Linked DNA regions of Sus scrofa: region 1 is linked to region 2. Evidence: chromatin contacts called from public Hi-C data. All regions are on one chromosome and are shown on one strand. The core of a region is the stretch at or near the end of the contact, and the rest is flanking DNA. Distances in the headings are between cores, read along the strand shown.

Evidence for each region. A called contact is a pair of places that touch in the nucleus more often than the background predicts.
Region 1: a Hi-C map of omental adipose tissue shows a contact between it and region 2, with 2.9 times the contacts expected there. The contact joins two enhancer-like sites. A contact is called at or near these places in 16 of 47 Hi-C or Micro-C datasets (adipose tissue, alveolar macrophages, embryonic fibroblasts and 10 more) and 1 of 2 datasets of contacts at active chromatin or transcription factors (skeletal muscle).

What each region holds. Positions count from the first base shown.
Region 1 is chr5:74,445,103-74,449,927 of Sscrofa11.1, reverse strand. No RefSeq gene overlaps it. Among named protein-coding and RNA genes, the nearest start is that of ADAMTS20, 230 kb to the left of the region's middle. Within about 2 kb of position 3,102, at least 2 of the 83 cell types and tissues checked have an H3K27ac peak or open chromatin away from gene starts, as enhancers often do. A contact at or near this core is called in omental adipose tissue, where this site is marked.
Region 2 is chr5:73,718,945-73,724,263 of Sscrofa11.1, reverse strand. It overlaps PRICKLE1 (prickle-like protein 1), which reads left to right. Exons shown (of 8, transcript XM_021092560.1): 2 at 4,636-4,817. The coding sequence starts at 4,698. Among named protein-coding and RNA genes, the nearest start is that of PRICKLE1, 100 kb to the left of the region's middle. Within about 2 kb of position 3,928, at least 3 of the 83 cell types and tissues checked have an H3K27ac peak or open chromatin away from gene starts, as enhancers often do. A contact at or near this core is called in omental adipose tissue, where this site is marked.

The DNA of each region.
Region 1 (4,825 bases), core at 1,853-4,352, 730 kb before region 2:
CTAAGCTATTTGTGAAGGGTTGCTAATTGAGAAGATTAACTTCATTTCCATCTTAGAATGACAGGCGTTCCTGAGCCTGGTGATATAGGTATACAATTTTCTAAGGTTGTTCCTTTTGTGTATGTGTGCAGTGGAGTGACTTAAAGAGAAAGTAGAATGAAGAAGCTTACCATTTCTATTGCATAAATCTCTGCTTGGAATGGTAATATTTAAACACGTAAAAACTCTTAAGAGTATATTGAGATACGTTATCCTCTTGAAGACTCTGTTGCTTGTTTATAAAAGCAATATTAAGCAACCCATGGCTTGGTTATGAGCATTGGATAAGAGGATATGTGTAAAGAATATTTTATTATCTATATAGGAATAAATAAATATTAATTCCTTTTTTATTCTCCACCCTGGGACCTACCTGAACAACCATCCTTTTCTGTAGCCCATCCAGGATGAAACAAGCAAAAATAATAATAGTAATAATAATCCACATTAAGCCACTGAATAGGAGAACTAAATGCTTACTCTACCTTTACTCAAATATATGATGAAGGTTGGAGTCAGGTAAAATAATGGCAACATATGTACTTAGCAGATGGTTAGTTTTCAATTTAGTTTCCTATCTACTCTACTCCAATTACTTTATATGCTCCAGGGTGGCACAATAGGGACACAGTGCTACTAATAAGTCAAGCTTTGGACTGAAAATAAACAGTTCTGCCTCTTTCATCCTATTTCTTTTCAATATTATTGAGCTAATTAGTTTAGAGCCCCAACATGTAGAGCGAATTCCTAAAAATAGATAATTTTATTAAGAGCCTTGGGGAAATACTCTACTGTAATTTGCTTTCCAGATAAATTTTTTATGTAGGTATACAAGAACTATTGCTCAATTATAATAAAATCCCTGTGGAATTACCTGCTCTATGATAATCAGTGTGAGCTCATTCTGGCACACATGTTTTTACAATGAACACCACAGTGCTGTGGTGAAGGGTCAGACAAAGCAGAGAAACAGATGATGTAGGTAACCAGGAAGCCAAAACTGAAGAGCAGAGAAGCTAAAGACTTCAATAGGTTTCAACTGAGAAAAAGGAGGGAGGCTGAGGTTTTGTGCAATGAGACTTCTTCATACTTTAATGATCACTTCCTGAAAATGTTGCAATACCATTTCAGTCTCCAAAGGAGTAAAGTCCTACTCTGGGTAAGGAAGGAGTAAATGGAAATTGCAGAAAGATCATTTTCTTCCTGGAACAATATAAAAAATTTGGCTGCCTTTTCTGGCAGAGAAATGTTGAATTATATTTCTCTTTTTTGTATAATATATTGCCTTTCTATGAGATAAGCCTTTAGGGAAAAGGGCCAACATCCTTTCCCACCCTTACAAGCTGTCAGATTATTTTATTTGTTTTGCAAATTTGAATTTGCTAGAAGTTATCTGTTGAGATGGGCCAAGTAGAAGAAATTCAAGTGGTGTACCACGCACAATCTCAATCAACTCACCATAACTGCAACTTCTCATGGACTCTAGACGACCATTTTCCAAATCCTTCATTAATGGTCAAAACAACTTAATGCTATTTAGTTTAATTTTATCTGATAAACAAGGTCAGATCTGGACAGCACCTTAAAGAGAGTTCCTCAAGAAAAAAAAAATTAACCCAGAAAATAATAATATTAAAAATGTTTCATCTTTCCCAGTCAAGTTGAACCCCTGGGGAGGATATTTGATGAATGAAAGGAAACTGGATCCTGGTTCATTTTTAAGAAACTCCATGTCTCTGAGCTCTTTCTGCCAGTTTTTCTGCAGAATCATCTGAAACCTATTCCAAGGGGCTCCCCATATTCAAACATCAGAAAATTTCATATTCTTTACACTATTAGTCCATTGCTGTTGTATAAATGATCTATTGCCTTTTTTTTGTCTATAGTACTTGCCTCTAAGTTTTATACTAAAATGCTCCCCAGAAACTCTTCGTACACAGTGGACAGTCTCTGAGTTATTCTGTCCGTAATGGTGTAAAGTAGATCAACAAGTTACTTCTTTATTAAAACTAATTGTTAATAATAACTGCATTAATTGAAGACGTTATAATAGAGAAGAACAAATCTGGCTCCAAGTAAGATCTGTTCCTTAACACTTTAACCTTTGTGCTCTGTTGCCTATTCTGGCTCTAGACCTTATATCTGGGATTAACCTTTGTGCTCTGTTGCCTATTCTGGCTCTAGACCTTATATCTGGGATCTAATACAAGGCACAGATGAACCTAATTCAAGGCACAGAAAAGAAAATCATGGACTTGCCGAATAGATTTGTGGTTGCCAAGGGGGAGAGGGAGGGAGCAGGGTGGCTGGGGAGCTTGGGGTTAATAGATGCAAACTATTGCCTTTGGAATGGATTAGCAATGAGATCCTGCTGCGTAGCACTGGGAACTATGTGTAGTCACTTATGATGGAGCATGATAATGTATAAAAATAGAATGTGTACATGTATGTGTAACTGGGTCACTATGCTATACAGTAGAAAAAAATTGTATTGGGGAAATAACTATTAAAAAAATAAAAACACACACAAAAAGAAAGATTAAAAGATAGTATTATGGAAGTTCAGGAGAGAGAGACATTAAAATGATTTAAGAAAGGCTTCTGAGATATATAGTTTATGAACAGAACCTTGAAAAACAGTGAAGATTTTGTGTGGTGAGAAGGGCTGTAATAAGACTCTGGAAATGGGCTCCTAGTTTCAAATTCTCACTCTGTCTGGTGAATTTAACCAATGCCATGGGTGAAGTTACTTAACCACCCTGTGCGAAACGGCAGTGGTAGTAGGTTCTGTTCTGTAGAGTAGTTGTGAAGATAACTCCGGTTATTGTATGGATTTTCCTGATAAAGGCACAACACCAGGTTCACTTTTAGTGACCTGCGATCTAGGCTACACTGCTTAGCAGACACTTCTTAGTGAAAGAGAATATGGGAATTAGAGAGCATCATTCACAGCACATGGAGAAAGAACTGCATATCAGATCATGTTCAGTTTGAATGTATGGCCCTAGACTCTGCCAAGAACTTCAGCCACCTGCTAAGGGGCTCCCTCTCTGCACTCTGGGACCAATCGATCTGATCCTTAGCAGTATTTCTACCACCTGGTGGAAGTCACCATGACATCTGCAGAGGGAGTAGCTCAAGACATCTCATGTGGCAATCGGCATACTGGCTGAGAGTATAAAACCCTGGTGGAGAGGGTGACAAGCACTGAGGGTCTAGATTCTTAGATTTAGAAACCTGTGCTGCTCTTGCAAAAATCTCTCCCATAAATATAACTTCCCTTTGTGTCCTCAGGAAATATTTTACGCCAGATGTGATGGATTTATGGTGAAGACTACCTCGTTTGAGATTCCAGGAAGCAATTGTGCAGAGCCCAATGCTTTCTTACTTTTTCAAGGACCTCCTGTATAGCACAGGGTAATCTACTCTATACAGTGTAAGAACCTATATGGGAAATGAATCTGAAAAGAAACGGATATATGTATATGTATATGTAAAACGGATTTACTTTGCTCTACACCTGAAAACTAACATATCTTTCTAAGTTAATCATACTCAAATAAAATTTATGAAAGAAAAATTTCAAGGAACTGCAATTGAAGTGGCTTGAGATACCTGACACCTAGAAGATCATGCCTCATTATCCTCATTGAGAGTAGTATTGAATTTCTTCTGACCTGATGTCTTTCTATCCTGAAATCTCTGCCCCAATTTGGTCTTTCATATCAAGCACAAAGACTTAGGTACATTTTGTCTGGTTCAGCAACCTCTTGAGGAAAGTGGCGGAGCTACAGAAAAGATAAGCGAATGTTCCTTACAATTAATAGCACTGCAGTATGTCTATTTGTGCAGCTCCATCCCTGAGCAGCAATATAAGAAATTATTGGCTCCAAATAATGGGCATGTTTCTGTTGCTTTCCTTTCGTTGTCACTTATAGATTTAACTCTCTGGGAAATTAGAACTTGCTCACAGTGCAATCATTTCGGTCAAAATGAAAATGAAACATTTTAAAAGCGAAGTTCGCTTGAGTTCAGTGTACCCTCTGAGATTAAAGAAAAGTATGTATTAAAACCGATATCAATGTTGTAATTATAAAGGATATCATTTAACTTGTAAAAAAAAAGCCGTGTTCATTTTAAAATTCATTACTCTCAAATAAATTCCTCTCAGTAAAATGTATGATTTATTTATTTATATATCAAATTTTCAAAGAAGGAAGACAAGTAGCTTATATTATTAAAGGTGGCTGATTTTGTTTCTTGCCACTGGAGAGAGAAAAATCCTTTGATTACTAAAACTGCTTTACTTTGAAGTGAACGATAGAGGGCACTCATGTATTTCATATATAATTGTGCATAACTTTTTTTCATCTGTTAAAATTGACTAAACAATCCTTAATGCATTTTAAAAAGGATTGCAAATGTAAAAATAATATATAACATTGAATACACACATACCATTTTTTATAAATAAAAGCAATCAGGAGAACACTTCTTGGAAAATTACTATGCACATCACTTTAAAGGGATTTGCCAACCAAATTCAAATAAGAACAAATACAAAACTCCTTTTCTACTGAGTTTGATTTTAATTCAATCTGAAATAAGCCAGCATTTAAAAATGATGCTGTTTAAAAAGAATGAGAAAGACGTCTTTCAACCTAAAATGTGGCAGATGCCAGATTTTGACTGAAAAGATGTCTTCCGACTGATAACATGGAATCAAAATTGCCAAAATTTATAACTGAAGACAATGGGATGGTCTCAGCTCAGTTCCAAGGAGAGG
Region 2 (5,319 bases), core at 2,679-5,178:
GGGCTAAAGGCTTTTGAAGAGTTTCTTGCTCTTCTTACAGCTTTGCTGAAGTTTGAAATTATGTCAAAATAGAAATTTATATAAATAAGCAAATAACATTCAAAATAGGTAAAGGAGGAGGCACAGGACAGGGCCACTCTTGTCCATCTGTGTGGTTCTGCCAAAAAATTCTTGAAAAACTATTTCACTCTGTATCAGCCCCCAACTTCAAATAATGCTCTTTCCATTATTATTCAACTGATTTGCAGACCTGATTGGTGACCCTGTTTCACATGATCAACCCTAAGAGACAACACCTGGAAATGGCATGAGTGGAATTTTCCTATTGTGATTCACCCGAGCTTTTGTGTTTGGCCTTAAAAGGTGGTATTTTGGCAAAGCAAACAACCACCACGTGTAGCTGTCATTAGGAAAAGCCCTCATCACCAGCCAGAGCATAAGGAATGGCCAGGCTGCCCTCTTGTGCTGCAAAGCAGATACCATATAGTGTATGTTCTTGCATGTGCAAGAACCATGCTCAGCAGTCAGCTGCCTTCATACAAAGTGGTCTGAGACAGTGACATACTGAACAGTATACTCTGTGGGTCTGCTGCTGACGAGCACAGGTGATTTTTAAGAAGAAGGAACAAAGAAAAAATCCAGCTTCAAGTTCTCATGTTATCAGGTAGAGAAAAAGGAGCCAGCGTTCGTGTAGGGTCTGTGCCATTCACTGCCTGGTAAGTGGAGGCCGTGCTATGTAACTTGTATTTTTTTTTTTTTTTTTTTTTTTTTTTTTTGGTCTTTTTGCTATTTCTTGGTCTTGGGCCGCTCCCACGGCATATGGAGGTTCCCAGGCTAGGGGTCCAATCGGAGCTGTAGCCACCGGCCTACACCAGAGCCACAGCAACGCGGGATCCAAGCTGGGTCTGCAACCTACACCACAGCTCACGGCAACGCCGGATCGTTAATCCACTGAGCGAGGGCACGGATCGAACCCGCAACCTCATGGTTCCTAGTCGGATTCGTTAACCACTGCGCCACGATGGGAACTCCTATTTTTTTTAATGTTAATTTTTTGGCCAGCTCTTAGAACCTGTTCTTAGAACCTACTGATGCATGTAATGTGTTGTCTCTTTAAGGACTTAGCCTCTGATATAAAGGAAAAAGAGAGGGTTTCTCCAAATTAAAAACTCTGAAGCCACAGCTCATGAGGCCACAGAATTTTTGTAATCCTTCTTGACTGTATGTTCTCCTTAAAATGCCCTCTCTTGATGAAGCGGATTATCCCCTGTCCAGTTGTGTCATTGTGAGTGTCTGCAGTGTAGCAGCAAAGAAAAGGTTCCACCAGGGAGGCAGTGCAGAGTTGAGGGGGTTGAGAGGTCACAGATGAGCCGGGTTCTGAGGCCACTGCCCTTGGCCAGCTGACCTGCGGTGGATCACGCTGAGGCTCAGCTCTCTCCTGATTTAAGCAAGACACATCCTGGTGGGGTTGGTTGATGTGCTGATCAGAGGTCCTAACACCAGTCACACCAGGCCAGGCACAGAGGAGTTGGCTGTCAGAGCGCCCACAAGGGACCCTCAGAGCCTCGTCCGTGTCTTTCATGTTGTATTCGTCACTTGTAACAGCTCCCAGCGCAGTTTAAGGCGACGCTGGCACGGACTGACGTGGGGGTTGCAGGCTGGAGACGTGGCAACCCGTCCCGGTGATGGAGAGGATGGGGCCATGGCATGTAGTGCTAAAGTGATTTACCTCAATGAGGCTGGTCGTTTACTCTCCATTTCCCAGAAAATGCTCATCAGGGAATACAGCTGAAGTCGGCTCATTGGCCGTCTACATCTTTGTGCTAGCTTGGAAAATGCACAGTTTATCTTAATGTGTGGCGTTACCCTTGTTTTAAAATAGTGGCATTCAATTCTTAGGTTCTACTTAATATTTATGTTCTTAGTCTCTGCAAGGATGGCATCTCCATCCTCAGCCAGATTTGGCAAGGAACACATGTGCATATTTCATGATTCAGATTAAATTGCATTGAAGGCCGGCATTGTGGTGGGGGTGTGTGAGTTCCTAATTAAATTCTTAACCTCTCGTTCTCTTCCTTGGACATGTAGGAATTTTTTTTGGGGGGGGGCATAGCACGCAGCAGGTTTATGTGGGATCTCAGTTCCTAGACCAGGGGTTGGACCCAGGTTGCAGTGTTTCAGGTGAAAGTGCCAAGTCCTAACTACTAGGCCACCAGGGAGCTCCTAACACATCCTTTATTTATTGAGGCGTAAAAGAAACGCGCAGATGATCAGGAACCCTTTCCTAAGTGGGGAATGAATGAACGGCACCTGTGAGATGATACCCTGTTTAAAAGGTCGGACCCTCCCAGTGCTGAGGCAGAAAACGGGGTCGTCTTTACTTTTGGTTCCAGGTGAATGAAAGGTAAAAGTAATAATTGGATTAATAGCTGCTGTGTGGCCTTATTCCTACATCTAGTAGAGACTGTAGCCAGTGGATGCTTAGCCTCCCATTTGTGTGCTGTTAACATTTTAATTTTTTAGCATCCTTTGATTGATAAAAGAATCCCAGGTTTTAACACTCATGGGTTTGAATAGGTAACACTCTCACACAAGTATTTCAAGGTACATTGAGAGAGATTCGGACAAGCGGCTGAGTCTCAGGCTGACAGCGTTTAGGTTCCACTGTTTTTCCCACTTGTAGAAACAGATGAGAGACTTTTCCAGCAGAGGAATGTCTGGAAGTCGATGTGTCAGGCACGCGGTGTGACTAGATTGGCTTTTAGCTTCGTGACCCTGGGCAAGTCACGTCCCTTCCCTGTGCCGTGTTTTCTTTTTTTTTTTTTTTTCTTTCTTTGTCTTTTTTTTGCTATTTCTTTGGGCCGTTCCCGCAGCATATGGAGGTTCCCAGGCCAGGGGTCCAATCGGAGCTGTAGCCACCGGCCTACGCCAGAGCCACAGCAACGCGGGATCCGAGCCGCGTCTGCAACCTACACCACAGCTCACGGCAACGCCGGATCGTTAACCCACTGAGCAAGGGCAGGGACCGAACCCGCAACCTCATGGTTCCTAGTCGGATTCGTTAACCACTGCGCCACGACGGGAACTCCCGTGTTTTCTTTAAAATTGGGCTGGGTTGCGTACCCTTCGATAACTCCGCTGGTAAAGTGGAGGACTATAGACCAGACATATATAAAACTGGATTGGGCTAATTATCGAGAACTTTCTTTTTTGGTGGCGGGAAAGGGGCAGGTATTAAAAAGCTGCATCTGATTCTAGGAGTTCCCGTCATGGTGCGGTGGAAACAAATCTGACGAGGAACCATGAGCTTTTGGGTTCGATTCCTGGCCTTGCTTAGTGGGTTAAGGATCCAGCGTTGCTGTGAGCTGTGGTGTAGGTCGCAGACGCAGCTCAGCTCTGGCGTTGGCTGGGCTGTGGCTGTGGCCGGTGCCTACAACTCTGATCTGAACCCTAGTCTGGGAACCCCCACATCCCATGGGAGTGACCCTAAAAAGACAAAAGACAAAAAAAAAAAAGCAAAACAAAAACTGCACTTGATTCTAAAAGGCTTATATCTTTTTTTCTTCTTAGTGCCTGGGGATGAGGGCTAATTTTTAAGAACCATTAGAAAGATAGACGGGACGTACATGGCGATTTCTAAGTGCCTGCTGGGTTTTAGGTCAGGGGCTGGTGTCTTTAGAGGCCTTCATCTGAGGAGCGTGTCAGAGCCGGCAGCCGGCTGATAGCATGTCACACACGGTAGGTGCTGCAGAGCTTGTCAGTGAAAGCCTGATGGTAACAGATCAACACTAACAGTCACCAAGCTGGATTTTAATTTAACCTGGTACTCCGAGTCCATGCCTTTCTGTTGAAGGAACTCATCAGTCGATGTCTGGCTGACTTTACCCCGTAGATAGTAAAGGCGTGTGGATTCAATGTGCTGGGTAAGGATTTAACTGTGCCTTTTCCTCTCTATGAGTCAACTCAAGTTCACTGCCTCTCAAACTATACTGGAAACCTGAAACCTTAGCACAGCGGCCCAGTGGACCCACTCTGTGCAGGCACCCTGCTTCTCTTGGGAAACTGGATGAGGAAATGGGGTGACTGGAGCCAGTCTTCATGGCACACAGTAGTGGGCAGGGCGAGAGACCCAACCTGACTTCCGTCTACACCTCCTGGGGCTTCGCAGGGATTTCATTTGTGGGAAGTTAAGTCAGCAAAGCAGTTTTCTTGAGAACCTTTGTAAAGTTTAGAGAAGCACCTTTTAAAGGCATCTGGAAATAAACTAGTTTGGGTGGCATTTTCTGAAATGCTGAGCTGGTAAGGGGCCTCTTTCCAACCGGGGCAGCCCTAGGTTCTGAGGTCCCGGGGCCGGGGTTGGCGACACTAGTAACTTGGTCCCTTTCTCTGGGCCCCGCTGTGTGGGAGCGAGCACCAGTGAAAACTCTCGGAGGGCGGGGTTCCCGGTGGCTCAGCAGGAGCAGACGGGGGAGCTGAGCGTGGTTGCTGCTGTGGCTCCAGGGACAGCTGGGGTGCGGGTTTGATGGGAACGTCCGCATGCTGTGGGTGTGCCCCCCCCCCCAAAAAAAGCTTTGGGAGGGTAAGAGCGTGCCTTCAGGTGCCTCTCTTTCATTTTTGCACTGTTGTCCCCAGCAGCCGTTGTTGGATGTCCCGTGACTGAGAAGCCGTCGTGGGACTCGGTGGTCCTGCCTCTGGAGATGGAGCCCAAGATGAGCAAACTCGCCTTCGCGTGCCAGCGGAGCTCCACGTCGGACGACGACTCGGGCTGTGCGCTGGAGGAGTACGCCTGGGTGCCTCCGGGCCTTAGGCCAGAGCAGGTACCAGGCTAGCCACCCGCCTTCCTGGCTTCCCACGTGATCTAATGTTTTAAAGAGTTTTCGTTTATTCTTTCTGCCATTTCTAGGGCCAGACCCATGGCATATAGAGGTTCCCAGGCTAGGATCTAATCAGAGCTGTAGCTGCCGGCCCACGCCAGAGCCACAGCAACACGGGATGCAAGCATGTCTGCAACCTACACCACAGCTCACGGCAACGCAGGATCCCTAACCCACTGAGCAAGGCCAGGGACTGAACCCACAACCTCATGGTTCCTAGTCGGATTCATTAACGACTGCACCACAGCAGGAACTCCCGGCCTCACTCTCTTTTAGATGGTTTTAAGTGGTTGCTTTTTAAGGTCACACTTAGTTTCTCAATGCAGGTTTTCAATCCCTTTTGTACGCTTGGACCCAGAAGCCCTGTAGGGATGCTGTTTTTGCCCTAATGAGTAAAATCCAGAGTCCTGCCTGTGCATTTGTCATCTGGATTTCTGGGGAGACC